Linked DNA regions of Mus musculus: regions 1 and 2 are each linked to region 3. The links are chromatin contacts, called in public HiChIP or PLAC-seq and promoter capture Hi-C maps. All regions are on one chromosome and are shown on one strand. The core of a region is the stretch at or near the end of the contact, and the rest is flanking DNA. Distances in the headings are between cores, read along the strand shown. Region 1 holds the start of Podxl2 (podocalyxin-like 2). Region 2 has its middle 14 kb from the start of Gm36409. Region 3 holds the start of Klf15 (Kruppel-like factor 15).

Region 1 (3,635 bases), core at 1,052-3,551, 1.6 Mb before region 3:
TTTTCTTCCTCAAGCTCACTGAATTTTCTGTTACTTCATCACCCCAAAGGGAGGCAGAAAGGAAAAGGCACACAGGGAGGGACAAGGTGGATCAGCATCAAGAAAGATCTGATCCAAACAAGCCCAGAAAGGGGAGGTCACGGAGACAGGCAGACATCTTAGGGGTAGAGAAAGCCAGGGCCCCAGAACCCAGTGTGTGTCCTCCTGCACGGTCCCGCTCAGCCCTGGCAGGCAGGCTCTTCTGTCTACCACCAGCTGCACTCGGCCCTCCCCTGTCAGCAGCTTTCAAGTCAGATCCCCCTAAGCCCTTAGCAGACACCAGCATGGGAGGTGGCTGGGCAGCATCTGCCACTCTGCCCCCACAGCCCGGAGTGGCAGCCACAACAGAGATGCACCCCCACCCCACACCCCCATCCCCCACCCCCACCCGACTCCACTGATGTTTGCCGCTGAGAAAGAGTGCATGAGTGAAGCGTTCTTCTTTCTACACAAAGGTGTAGAAAGGAGGCACGCTGATAGACACACGTGTGCCTGCACAGAGATGGGGGCATACAAACGGGGTGAGGGAGAGAAGAGGAAAGGAGGGACCCTGATTGTCATCCCACTGGTCACCAGGATGGGGTCATGAGAGTCAGGTCTCCATACTGACTTGCACTGCTGGCAGAGATGGTGTGGTCCCTACCTAGAGAGAGAGAGCAGACCTCCCAGAGCTTTGCAAAGATCTGGGTGGTCTGTGTAGATGTCCCAGGCCAACATCAATAGACACTTCCCCATAAAATGTGCCCAGGGCAGGCACAGCAGTGTGAGGGGTCAGTTACCTCTCTGACTTTTTGTTTTATTTATCTATCTATTTATTTAGAGACAGGGTCTTGCTCTGCAGCCCAGACTGGACTTGGATTCCCAATCCTCCTGCCCCTTAGGTTCCAAAGAGCTGGAATTACAGTTAAGTACAACCCTAATCAGCGTTCTCCCACCTCCGCCCTTCTCCAGACATTTTCCTGGTGTTCTATCATTGACAGTCTCAAAGTAAGGGCCCACCACCTATTCATATCAAACAAGGTCTTCACCTGACTTCACATAGACGCCTCCTCGAATTTGTATACATTACACTGGGTGGGTTTTGGTGGGGTAACTGCCTGAGCACTAGTGGCCAGTCCCATGCCTGTCTCCACTGGAGGGGAAGCGACGCAGTCGAGGACACGCGTTCACCAAGTCTTGTAGCCCACCCAGCCCAGCACCCTGCTCCTGCCCCAGGCCCACCTTAGGACAGGGTCCCAGCTCCGATCTTCCCTGAGAAAGCTGCTCTCCCATGTCCTGGTCTGACCCACCTTTGCAGTCAGCCTTCCTCCCTCCCCTTCTGTGGTGGCGGCTTGCCTCTGAGCCTGTCAAGCTTTTGTGCCCGCCCCCTACACTCGCACACACCCCTGAATCCCATGTCTACCCTGAGAAGCTGTCTCTTTCTCCCTCACACACATATTTCTTACCTGCCTCAGGCCCCGACCTGTCACACGCCCACACTAACGAGGTATCCGGAGTGACTGCTGAATGAAAACCACGTACCCGAGTCTCACACACAGCCCCATATGGCGGCAGTCGCTGTCGCAGACCTACCCCTTTGTCAGCTCCTAATAAAGTTGCCCCGCGCAGTCGAGGACACGCGTTCACAACGACACGCACACGCCTTCCCAGGCAAGCTCCACGCACATGTAAACATCCACCTCGGCCACGCAGCTCTTTCTTTCTCGGCCCTCGGCATCCCCGGCCCACGCGCTTTGGGTACCCGCCGGACCTTTACGATGCGATTTCTCCAAGGGTGTCACCCGTGCGCTCTCGCCTCCCTGCTGAGCTTCTCTACACCCTCGCGCGCACACACGCACACGCCCCTCTGCTCCTTGGCCGCAGACTGGTCACCTGTCACCTGTCACCTGGCGAGGGGTGGGGCGCGGACACCCTGGTGCAGCGGCCCCGCCGCCGCCGTCCTCGAGCGCGCGCGTGGCACGGAGCATCCAGCGCCCAGGACAGGGCGCCTGGGGGGTCCCCGCGCCAGGCCCCGCGCCGCCGCCTCCTCCCCGCGCGCGGCCGACCCCGCGCGCCCCACAGCCTTTGTTCTGCGGCGCTGCCAGCACTGGCCCGTGGCGCGCTGCGCCCTCGCGGCTTGGCCCGGCCCCACTCACCGGCGGCCAGCAGCAACAGCAGCGGCGGCGGCAGTCGGGCGGCCCGCAGCGGCCGGGCCATGGTGCAGCGTTGCCGCCCGCAGCCGCAGCGCCGCGGCGCCCGGGCCGGCCTCGGGGGCGCGCAAAGCGAAGGCGGCGGCGCGCGTGCGCCCCGTTGGCCTGCGTACCCGCCACTCACGCGCTCATCCGCCCAATCGATGCAGCGGAGGGATCGGGGGCGGGACCCTATTGCGGAGTCCGGCTTCGCACCTGCACCTCGGGCCTCGAGCACTTCGCCACCCGGGGGGGGGGACCTCCCTGGGAAGCGGGTCCCGAACCTTTTGTGCAGCAGACCGGGCCCCAGTTACAGCGAAGGAGACAGAGGCCAGGATCAGCAGGGACCTGTTGGGGCACGTGGCCTGGGGATCCTGAAGGCCGGAGAGGACCAGGCTTTGGTGAAGGGACTGGGCAAGAGCAGAGAGCTGAACTCTGTGCCGGGTGTAGTTTATTTTCATTTTATGTGTGTGAATGTTTTCCCTACATGTACATATGTGCACCACGTGCGTGTTTGAAGTCCACTGATGGTTGTTGAGCCACCATGTGGGTGCTGGGAACTGAACTTGGGTCAGTCCATGCTCTTAACCTCTGACCCACTACAGCTTCCAGGGGTAGTTTAGACCCCCAATTTCCAGTTGGCTTTCACAGCCTGAGGAGATTTGTCCTTGTCTTCAGACATCTTGTGGGAGTCACCTTTCTCTCTAGCCAGCGCTTCTCCTTGACTTCAAGTTTCTTTTTGTGCCAATATGGCAAATCCGACAGGCATTGCTCTTCCTAAGTGTCAGGAGGGCAGGAACATTCCTCAGCATGTTCCAGAGCCACAAGTGTAGGAAGGCAGGTTAAGCACAAACGGAGGCAGAGGGGACCTTCTATGGAGACATTTATAGGATGCATGGATGTTGGGTAAGCTGGGTTTTGGCGAAACCATTCTAGATACAGAGAGAAACTGTGGCAATTCTCAGATAGAAAGATGTCTCACTTCTTTAAGTGACAGTGAAAACACTGACTGAAGCGTGACTGTCCCACGCCTGTAATATTTGTACCGCACTAGAAGGGATTCAGGTTAAGACCAGGGCAGTCTGAGCGACATAAGATTGTCTGGTGGGGGAGGGGAGCTAGAGAGACAGCTCCGCACAGAGTTTGTGGCTCTTGGAGGACCCAGATTTGGTTCCCAGCACCCACACTTGCTACTGTCTGTAACTCCAGCTCCAGGAAACCCAGTGCCTAGTCTTCTACTAGATTGAATCAGTCTGTACTTAAAGGCATGCTGTGTTGGGAGAGAGACTCTAGGTTTGTGTTTTAAAAAAGAAGAAAAGGCTTTGGACTCCTTCCGAAATAATAAGGATCAGACTTGACAGAGGGCGACTCCCTGAAGATCTTGGCTACAGACAAGAAGAGGAAGACTGGCAAGATCAACAAGATGGG
Region 2 (3,924 bases), core at 762-3,261, 1.5 Mb before region 3:
CAGCAAGTGGCCCCCCTCTACAGGCTGTAAAGCCTTTGGCAGGTGGGGCGTGGCTGGCAAAGTGGGTTGGTGGGAGAGGATGGGCCTTGAGACCTGGCTCCAGTGCTTAACTCAGTACTCTCTGCTTCCCACTTCCTGCTGTGATGCGATCCGTGACCTGCTCTGGGCACCATGAACTTTGACAAGACTTCCCCACCAGGAAGGACTGTACTGTCTCAGCCTGTGAGCCAGCAGAAACCTTCCTTCCCAGGTTGCTTCTGTCAAGTATTTTGCCACAATGATGAAGAAAACTGACCAATGCCCTCCCCTCCCTTGGATCTGGGTGTACATGGGTCTTCTTCAACATGGGCTTTGGCAACCGATGTGCTGTGGCATGTAGCCAGATGGCTGCTGCCTTCCTGTGGGGACACTCCTGCTGGGGTCTTGGAGCCACTAGAGAAGTACAGATGGGCTGTGGACAAGAGTGCTTGGTACGTCCTGTCCAGCCTTTGACCAGCCTCAGTGGATTGTGGTCTCACTCAGAGTCCATCTGAAGTTGTGCAGGAGGCTTCAAGTGGGACTGACTCAGTGGAGGGGCCAGCAAGGAATCCATGTGTAAAGCTAATGGGGCTTGTCCAATAGTACACTGAGTCTTAGTTAATGCTGTTAAGTAGCAGCAGTATCCGAAGCACAGTTGGCATTACTGTTGGACTCCACAAAAGACAGGTCTGGCGTGAACAACCATGCATACTTAGCCATGCAGTGTGCAGTGTGGGCGGTGGAGGGATGACCTGGTCTGTCCTCACTCCACCCTTACAGATGTACTCACAGGCATCACTTGCCTGAGCCTGTGTCCTCTTCTGTAAAGCGGAGATTCAAGCAGAGCTGTTATGTGAGGGTCATAGCTGGCACCAGCTGCCACAAATTGACACCTTAGATGGACTCATTCTCTCTGTTCTGTAGGCTATGCATTTGGGGTCAGGGCAGAACAGCCAGGGCTTCCTAACTTCTTGTTGTGTGTTGTGCGATTTCTTCTTTGGGCATACTTGAAGAGAGGGAGTGTGTCTCTATGAAGACACTAATTCTGTTGGATCAGATCCCCGCTCAAATTCATGACCTCATTTAACTGAAATTTATTCCTGATAGGTTTTATCTCCAAATATAGTATGAGGTGAGGATATGTTGTGAATGTGAAGTTTGAAGGAGACACAATTAGTTTAGGGTGAGGGGGTTAAGGGGCTGGCCCCTGTGGCATGCAAGCGCCTGAGATCCATGCTATTACAGTTGCCATCTTCAGGCTCTTGCCCCTTCTCCTGTGTGCTGTTTCCAAATGACCTGAGACATGTCTGCATATTAGCAATATCTGCTGTGGCCTTGGGAGGGGAACTAGGACTTGCATGCCAGGGTTTCCCTGGGCCTGTGGTTAGCTTCCCACCTGGGAATCTGCAGGTCTGAAAAGCCTCTGAACCCAGCCTTCTGCTGCCTCCCCATTGGCTGTCCTGACCATCACCTAATGAAAGGCAAGGACCAGGAGGGACGGTTGAACAATCTTGGTTGGAGCTACTTTGCTCTGTACCTCAGTTTGACCATCAGCAACCTGACTTGAAGGTCTGTAGCTCCCAGAAGATAGAATCTGTCAGGGTGGGTGCCAGGAGACTGTGGGGGCAGTGGATACAGGCAGATCCTTGCTAGCCTTATGGGGTAGGTATCAATCTGTGGGCTTCCTCCACCCCCAACTACTCTTGAGCATCCTCAACATATTCTCTGCTGTTCTGATGCCCTGTTGCCTTGGAGACCACTCACAGGCTTCCTGGGGCTGAGGATGGAGGAGACAGTTCTGGGGTACTGGGAGGACAGAGTGACATCTTGGAGCAGCCCACAGGCCTGTACCACATGCCAGTCCTCTGCACCGCAGGAAGACCAAGGCTGAGAGTAGTCCTGTCTGGCTCTGGGCCAGGGCAGGCTCTTCCTAGCTGTTAAGGAGAACTGGAGCTGTCTTCTGTCTTCTACGCTCTCAGTGGGCGTGGAGCCAGCCGTGGCTCAGCTGAAGGGCCAGCAGGGGGCTACAGTGGTGTGGATTGTCAGGGCCTGCGGCTGTCACGCCTCTCTCACGGCTTCTAGCCTTTATTCAGGAGGATATTTCTCTTTCCAGTGCACACCACACACATTGGCTGATTTATAACCCAAACTATTGTTGGAGTTATGTGTGTGTTTCACCACTCTTAATTTATAAGTGAGGAAACTAAGGCACAGAGAGGTTAAAAATCTTGTCTGAATTCACACAACTTAGTAGACAGGTGCAGATGAGCCAAGCAGGCTAATCAGCATTTGTCCCCCTGGGTCCATGGTGTGCCTTTCTGTGAGCTTAGCCACCCTGGGGTCATAGTCTTTGGTGGAACATAGAGCTGTAGAATAGGGCCTAGGAAGGGTGGAGGTTGGCCTTGGACTTCTGCTCCCTCCTGCTGTGGTGGACACTGCGCTAGTTGCTTCTCAGCCCTGTGACGCCAAGCTTTGCTCAGCCTGGGCATGGCTGAGACAAGACACCACCTGAGATTCCTTATCTGAAGCACTCTGCTCATACAGTCTCATCACCAGACCCTGCCTCAGAAAACGGCCCTCAGGCGGAAGCCAGCCTCGGAGCGGCATGCCAATGCTTCCATTTCAGCCAGCTCTTGCAGCCTTTGCTCTAGCTTTCTGCTCCACACAGAGGCTCGCTTCACCCTGAACGTGCCATGGTCTGCCCTGTGACTTCCTGAATCGTCCCTTCCTCCTTCAGTGACGAACAGGCTCCCTTTCCTGAGCTCTGCTATAGACATTTGTCATCTGATCCTGGGTCCTGTTTGTTCCCTGATCAAATCATTTTTGTACCAGGAACAAGAAACCCAGTGAGGCTCCGCAGGCTGAGAGCAGAAGGCCTGGGTCCACTTATCCCAACCAGAAAGGTGGTGCCATCTCATTGTAGAGGGGAGGACCACACATCTGGTCTCCTGACCACGTCACGCTGGCACATACGTTCAGCCTGACTCCTTGCATTCTTTGGGGATAGTCTCACACATATTTCTAGACTCCAGATTTCTGCCTGTGAATGTCTGGAATGTGGCTAGGGAGACCAGCCACTGAAGCCAGGCCACAGATTTGCTTACATGACAGACTGCAAACACCCCCCCCCCTTTTTTTTTTCCCCATGACTGGCCTGGAAGTGTCTCTAAGAGTGGGTTTGGGAGAGGGGACATCAGTCAAGCATAGGCAATGAGGAATGTTGGAACAAACTTGGAGCTGCTGGTCCCAGGTGGCACCGCCCCACTGGGAAAGGTGCTTTGAAGTGGCACCACTAAGGTGAAAATGAGAGATGGAGGAGACGCTGGATGCTAGGGTACCTTGCATTTTGAGTGCAGCCAGCCCTCCCCAGGCTATAGATGGGTCTGAGTGGGAGTCTGATGCTTATAACAGAAAGATGGACCCGCACATTCTTGTGGTAGGCAGGGACAGGGCCTGTGTGGTCAGAGTCATGTCCTCTGTATGGTGGTCACCTGGCTGTGCCTGCAGACTACCTCCTCCCTGTCTCCTCTTCAGGGCCCTGTTGCGATTCCTGCTTTTCTCTCTCTCTGGCTGCTGCCCTTCCTGATTGAGGTGGCCACCGTTTCCATCTGTGGCTAAATCTGACGCCATATCCTCTCTTGTTTTTCTACCCCCACTAACTGCTTCTGTGGCCGAGTCATGTGTCCTGGCTTCCCTGCAGGTAAAGTGGTCATCTGACTTGCTTCTGACCAATGGAAGGAAAGGGAGGCTTTCCTGGGGCAGGCAGAAATCTGGCTTTCTGCATAAAGTCATGGAGTCTCATAAGTTTTTCTCTCCCTTTCCTGCCTGCCTCTCCCTTTCCATCTTCCCCTCCCTGGGGAGTGGAGTTCAGGATCCCATGCGTGCTGAGCTGAACAATGTATCTGT
Region 3 (3,762 bases), core at 955-3,454:
TGCTGGTGAAGCAGAGAGGGAGCACAGCAGACATGAAGGCAAACTCTGGAAGGTTCTGTGGGAGTTTTTATGCTTCTTACAAGAAAATTGTTCTGATTTCCCCAGGAACCAACTATCTCCTGTTTAGGGGGTAAGTCCCTGGAAGCCTATTTAATTCTTTTCTCTGTGTGTGGTGTGAGCATGCATGTTTGTATATGTGGGCACACATCATATGTGGATATATGCATGTGGAAGCCTGAAGCTAAGATTTGGTGACTCTTCCCACCTCTCTCCACTAAATTCATCAAGGCAGGGTCTCTTGCCAAACCCAGAGCTCACAGATTTCAGCTGGTCCAGCGGGCAGCTTGCTCTAGGAATCCTGCCTCCTCTGCCCTCTGTGTCCTAAAATTACAGACAGCTTCAAGACCTACCTGACCTTTACATGATGCTGGGGATGCAAATTCTAGTCCTGGGCTGGGAACACATAGAAATTTCTGCTATGCCACTTACATTCTCCGTAGGAGACAAGAGTTTACAGAATAAAATAAAAACTTCTAATACATTAGAAAATAGTAAGTCTCCAGAACTGTTAAACTGGATAGGAAAATGGGGGGTGGGGGATGCAGCAGGGAGCAGGGGGCAAATGCAGGCTCCCTTGAAGATGCCACTTGAGTGAAGGAGGGAGCCATGGGAATGTTGGGAAGGGAATCATACTCAGACAAACAGCATGTACAAAGGTCCTGAGCTTGCGCCTGGCAGGTTAACCTGAGAAAGAGAGGTCATGGAACAAAGGGACCCAAAAGAGACTGAGGAAGGCTGAGAGAATGGGGTTATATATACTTCCTGTGAGTGAGCTGGGAGCCCTGGGAAGGTTCTGAAGCAAGGATGCCTAATGTGACTCAGGTTTAGGCAGAATGTCCTAGGTTGGCCATGGCTTCTAGACAGCTGGGGCATCTTCCCTGTGGACTGAGGCCGCTCAGCTACACTGTTGCTTTCAAGCTTCTGATCTTTGACTGCACTTCTCCCTGGGGGTGGGAGACATTGGACAGACAGAGTGTGAGGAATGCAGAGCCCAGGGTAGGCAGGGCTATGGAGAAGTGTGCTGGCCCAGCCTGACCCTGCCCTCCCTTGACAAGATAGGATCAATCAACTTTATGGACTAGCCAACCCCACCTGCTCTGCGTGCTAGCCCTGGCTAGCTATTCACTGGCTGTAGAATACTGGGGAAGACTCAGACTGGGCCTATGATCAATCAGAACGTTGATGACCATCTTGTGCTAAGCACAGACTCCTTCCGTGCTCTGGCTAAGACTCAGTTTAACTGCTGGATCATGGGCACTCACCTGGAGAATCCTCAGATCCTTATTTAAGGGATCTGGCTAAAAATCCTGGCCCCAACAGGGACGGCTTGGAGAAGCAAGGGGAAAGGCTGGCCACCTCGCAGTGTCAGGTAGGAAGCGCCAGGAAGGAAGGTCTGTCCAAATGTCCTGGGTATTAAGAAGCAGGGGAAAGACAAGACAGACCTGGCTGTGCCTGGCCCTCTATCTGCTTGGCTAAGAAGGCCCACGCTCGCTCTCAGCGGGTTTTTTCACGCCGCCCGGGTTTGAAGCCAGGCAGTGTAGGCTAAAGTGCACAGCAGGGTACCCAGCACTCTCTGCTCACGTGTTTTCTTGGGCTTCACTTTCCTCATTAAACCGGTGCAAAAGCTGTCTATGATGGCTTGGGACTGCAATCTGGAACTCCCTCTGCAGATCAGAAGCACCCTGCAGTCTTTGGGGAGGTGCCGCCACTGGTGGTGGTCAGCAAACCTCCGCAGTTTGTCAGTCGCAGAAGTCTAGGGTAGCGCAGTGAGCGTCCATTCCCGTGAGTAACCATGACCGCTGGAGGAAAGACCAGATGTATTTTTACAATTGGTCCCTTTAGACACGGTCCCTACTAGATCGGGCCTTGTTAGGAATGCGGAGGGGGTTGCAGGGACGATTCCGCTCCCGAGGTCCCACGTGGTCTGCACTTCGGGACTCTGCGGGCTTTCAGTGGATTCTAGAACCCGTCTCACGTGCGCATCGGAGGACCCAGTGCAGATCCACGAAGAGACCGGAGAGCGCGTGGGCAGCGGGAGGGTGCGGCCGAGGCGGGGCGGGGGCGCGTGACGCGCGGCGCTAGCCAATGGGGCGCGCGCCCGAGGCCGAGCCTCCTGCGAGCCTTCGCGGCGCCCGCGGCGTCACGTGAGCGGCCGGAGAGCGGGGAGAGCGGCGAGCGGCGAGCGCCCAGCTCGGCCGCAGGGAGTGCGGGCTGCGGCCAGGAGCGCTGGACGCGCGGCCGCATACGGAGCCGGGCCGCACGCGCGAGGCCGCGCCAGGCGACGCGGAGTCCAGGTGGGAGACGCGCGATGTACCGCGGCCGCGTGGGTCCTCCCTTGGGGATCACGGGCCGTCCCCTGGCGCGCGCTGTAGGAACCACGCGCGGAGGCCCGGGAAATGAGGGGACCCCGGAAATGCGGGGACCCCCGTGAGCGCGCCGGGCCTGCAAAGGGCAAATCCGGTGTGCGCAGCTTCTGCCCGCGGAGCCCACGCGCGTCCGTGGCACTCCTGGACCTGCGCTCCCATATGGCGGGGCCTGGAGACCAAGGGGCGGAGAGGTTACTGTCGGTCACTGTTGCGGTGGCCTAAGAGGGGACGCGAAGGGGGTCACTGGGCGGAGGGTAAGGTACTCTCCGAAGCTGTGCGCCAGAGTCCGAGCCACCTCCTTCCCACGTACTTCACACCCACGGGTGGGCACCCACGCGCGGGCACCTGGCGGACACCCGCACGGCTGCACTGCGCCCAGCACACGCAATCACACGACACAAACTCACACCCATTTGCGCGTACCCGCAGCGTGCGCTTATGTTCCGTATCCCCACGCAGAGTCCTCAGGCCCCTCTGAACAAACATTACCGGAGGGACCGCTGAGGGTAGCAGCCGCAGGGGGCAGGTCATCCCTCTTGGAAACATTCTCCCCTGGAGGGCACAGGGGAGGTTTGCTACCACGGTATGGGAAGGTGAAATCTCAAATGTTTGACTGAGTCCTTCAGATATTGCCCCCGACCATGGGGAGTCCCCGCCGCCCTACAGGTGCGAGAATGGCAGTAACTTTGGGGCCTTCGGACTCCTCAGGGAGAAGACTCTTATTTTGAAGACCGGCCCCCATTCGCCACCCCCGTGATTTGCACGCTGACCCAATGGCTAGCCCTTGGCCGGCTCTCGGCTTGTTATCAATTACATGTTGTTCCTACAGCCGCTGTGTCCCCGGGAGGATAAACAGCAGGCCTGGCCGGCTAAGAGAGGGGGCGGAGTCCAGCGGCCTGCCGGGGACCGTGCCCAGAACAGGGTGCCCCCTCCCCCTGCACGCAGCCTGCGCCTCTGGCTACGCCACGTGCTGCTGTTTTTCTGGGACCGGCTTGATCGCTGGCACTTGGGCTTTCAAGTCCTGGGTCCAGGAAGTCCTGGATCCCCTGGGCCTTCAGTACTTCAGTGTCCCCAGGGTTGCTCAGCACTGTTTTAAGATCCTGTGTTATAACCGGTTAGGGCCACTCCACTCCTGCATTTACTCCTGGATTCTGGAAACATTCAGCAAAGGCTAGGTCTGGTTTTGACTCTAGATCTAGCCCTGTAGTGAACAGTCAAGACTGCTTGTATTCTGGTGGGGCTTGAGCATACAAGACAGTTTTCACAGTGATACCTGACCGTGAAGAATATAATCCTGGTGGCTTGTCCAAGGTGGGAGTGGCTTCTGAGTTGAGAT

Evidence for each region. Promoter capture Hi-C pulls out the DNA fragments that hold promoters and counts their contacts. HiChIP or PLAC-seq counts read pairs in DNA pulled down with a chosen protein or histone mark.
Region 1: a promoter capture Hi-C map of cranial neural crest shows a contact between it and region 3. The contact joins the promoter of Podxl2 here to the promoter of Klf15 in region 3. A contact is called at or near these places in 3 of 39 promoter capture datasets (cranial neural crest, hippocampal neurons and liver).
Region 2: an H3K4me3 HiChIP or PLAC-seq map of forebrain shows a contact between it and region 3, with 6 times the contacts expected there. The contact joins the enhancer-like site here to the promoter of Klf15 in region 3. A contact is called at or near these places in 2 of 39 promoter capture datasets (embryonic stem cells and pre-B cells), 1 of 115 datasets of contacts at active chromatin or transcription factors (forebrain) and 2 of 9 other capture datasets (adipose tissue and liver).

The regions. Positions count from the first base shown.
Region 1 is chr6:88,872,745-88,876,379 of GRCm38.p6, forward strand. It overlaps Podxl2 (podocalyxin-like 2), which reads right to left and starts at 2,302. Exons shown (of 8, transcript NM_001347327.2): 1 at 2,175-2,302. The coding sequence starts at 2,235.
Region 2 is chr6:88,958,115-88,962,038 of GRCm38.p6, forward strand. No RefSeq gene overlaps it. Among named protein-coding and RNA genes, the nearest start is that of Gm36409, 14 kb to the right of the region's middle. Within about 2 kb of position 2,012, at least 91 of the 459 cell types and tissues checked have an H3K27ac peak or open chromatin away from gene starts, as enhancers often do. A contact at or near this core is called in forebrain, where this site is marked.
Region 3 is chr6:90,460,372-90,464,133 of GRCm38.p6, forward strand. It overlaps Klf15 (Kruppel-like factor 15), which reads left to right and starts at 2,205. Exons shown (of 3, transcript NM_023184.4): 1 at 2,205-2,354.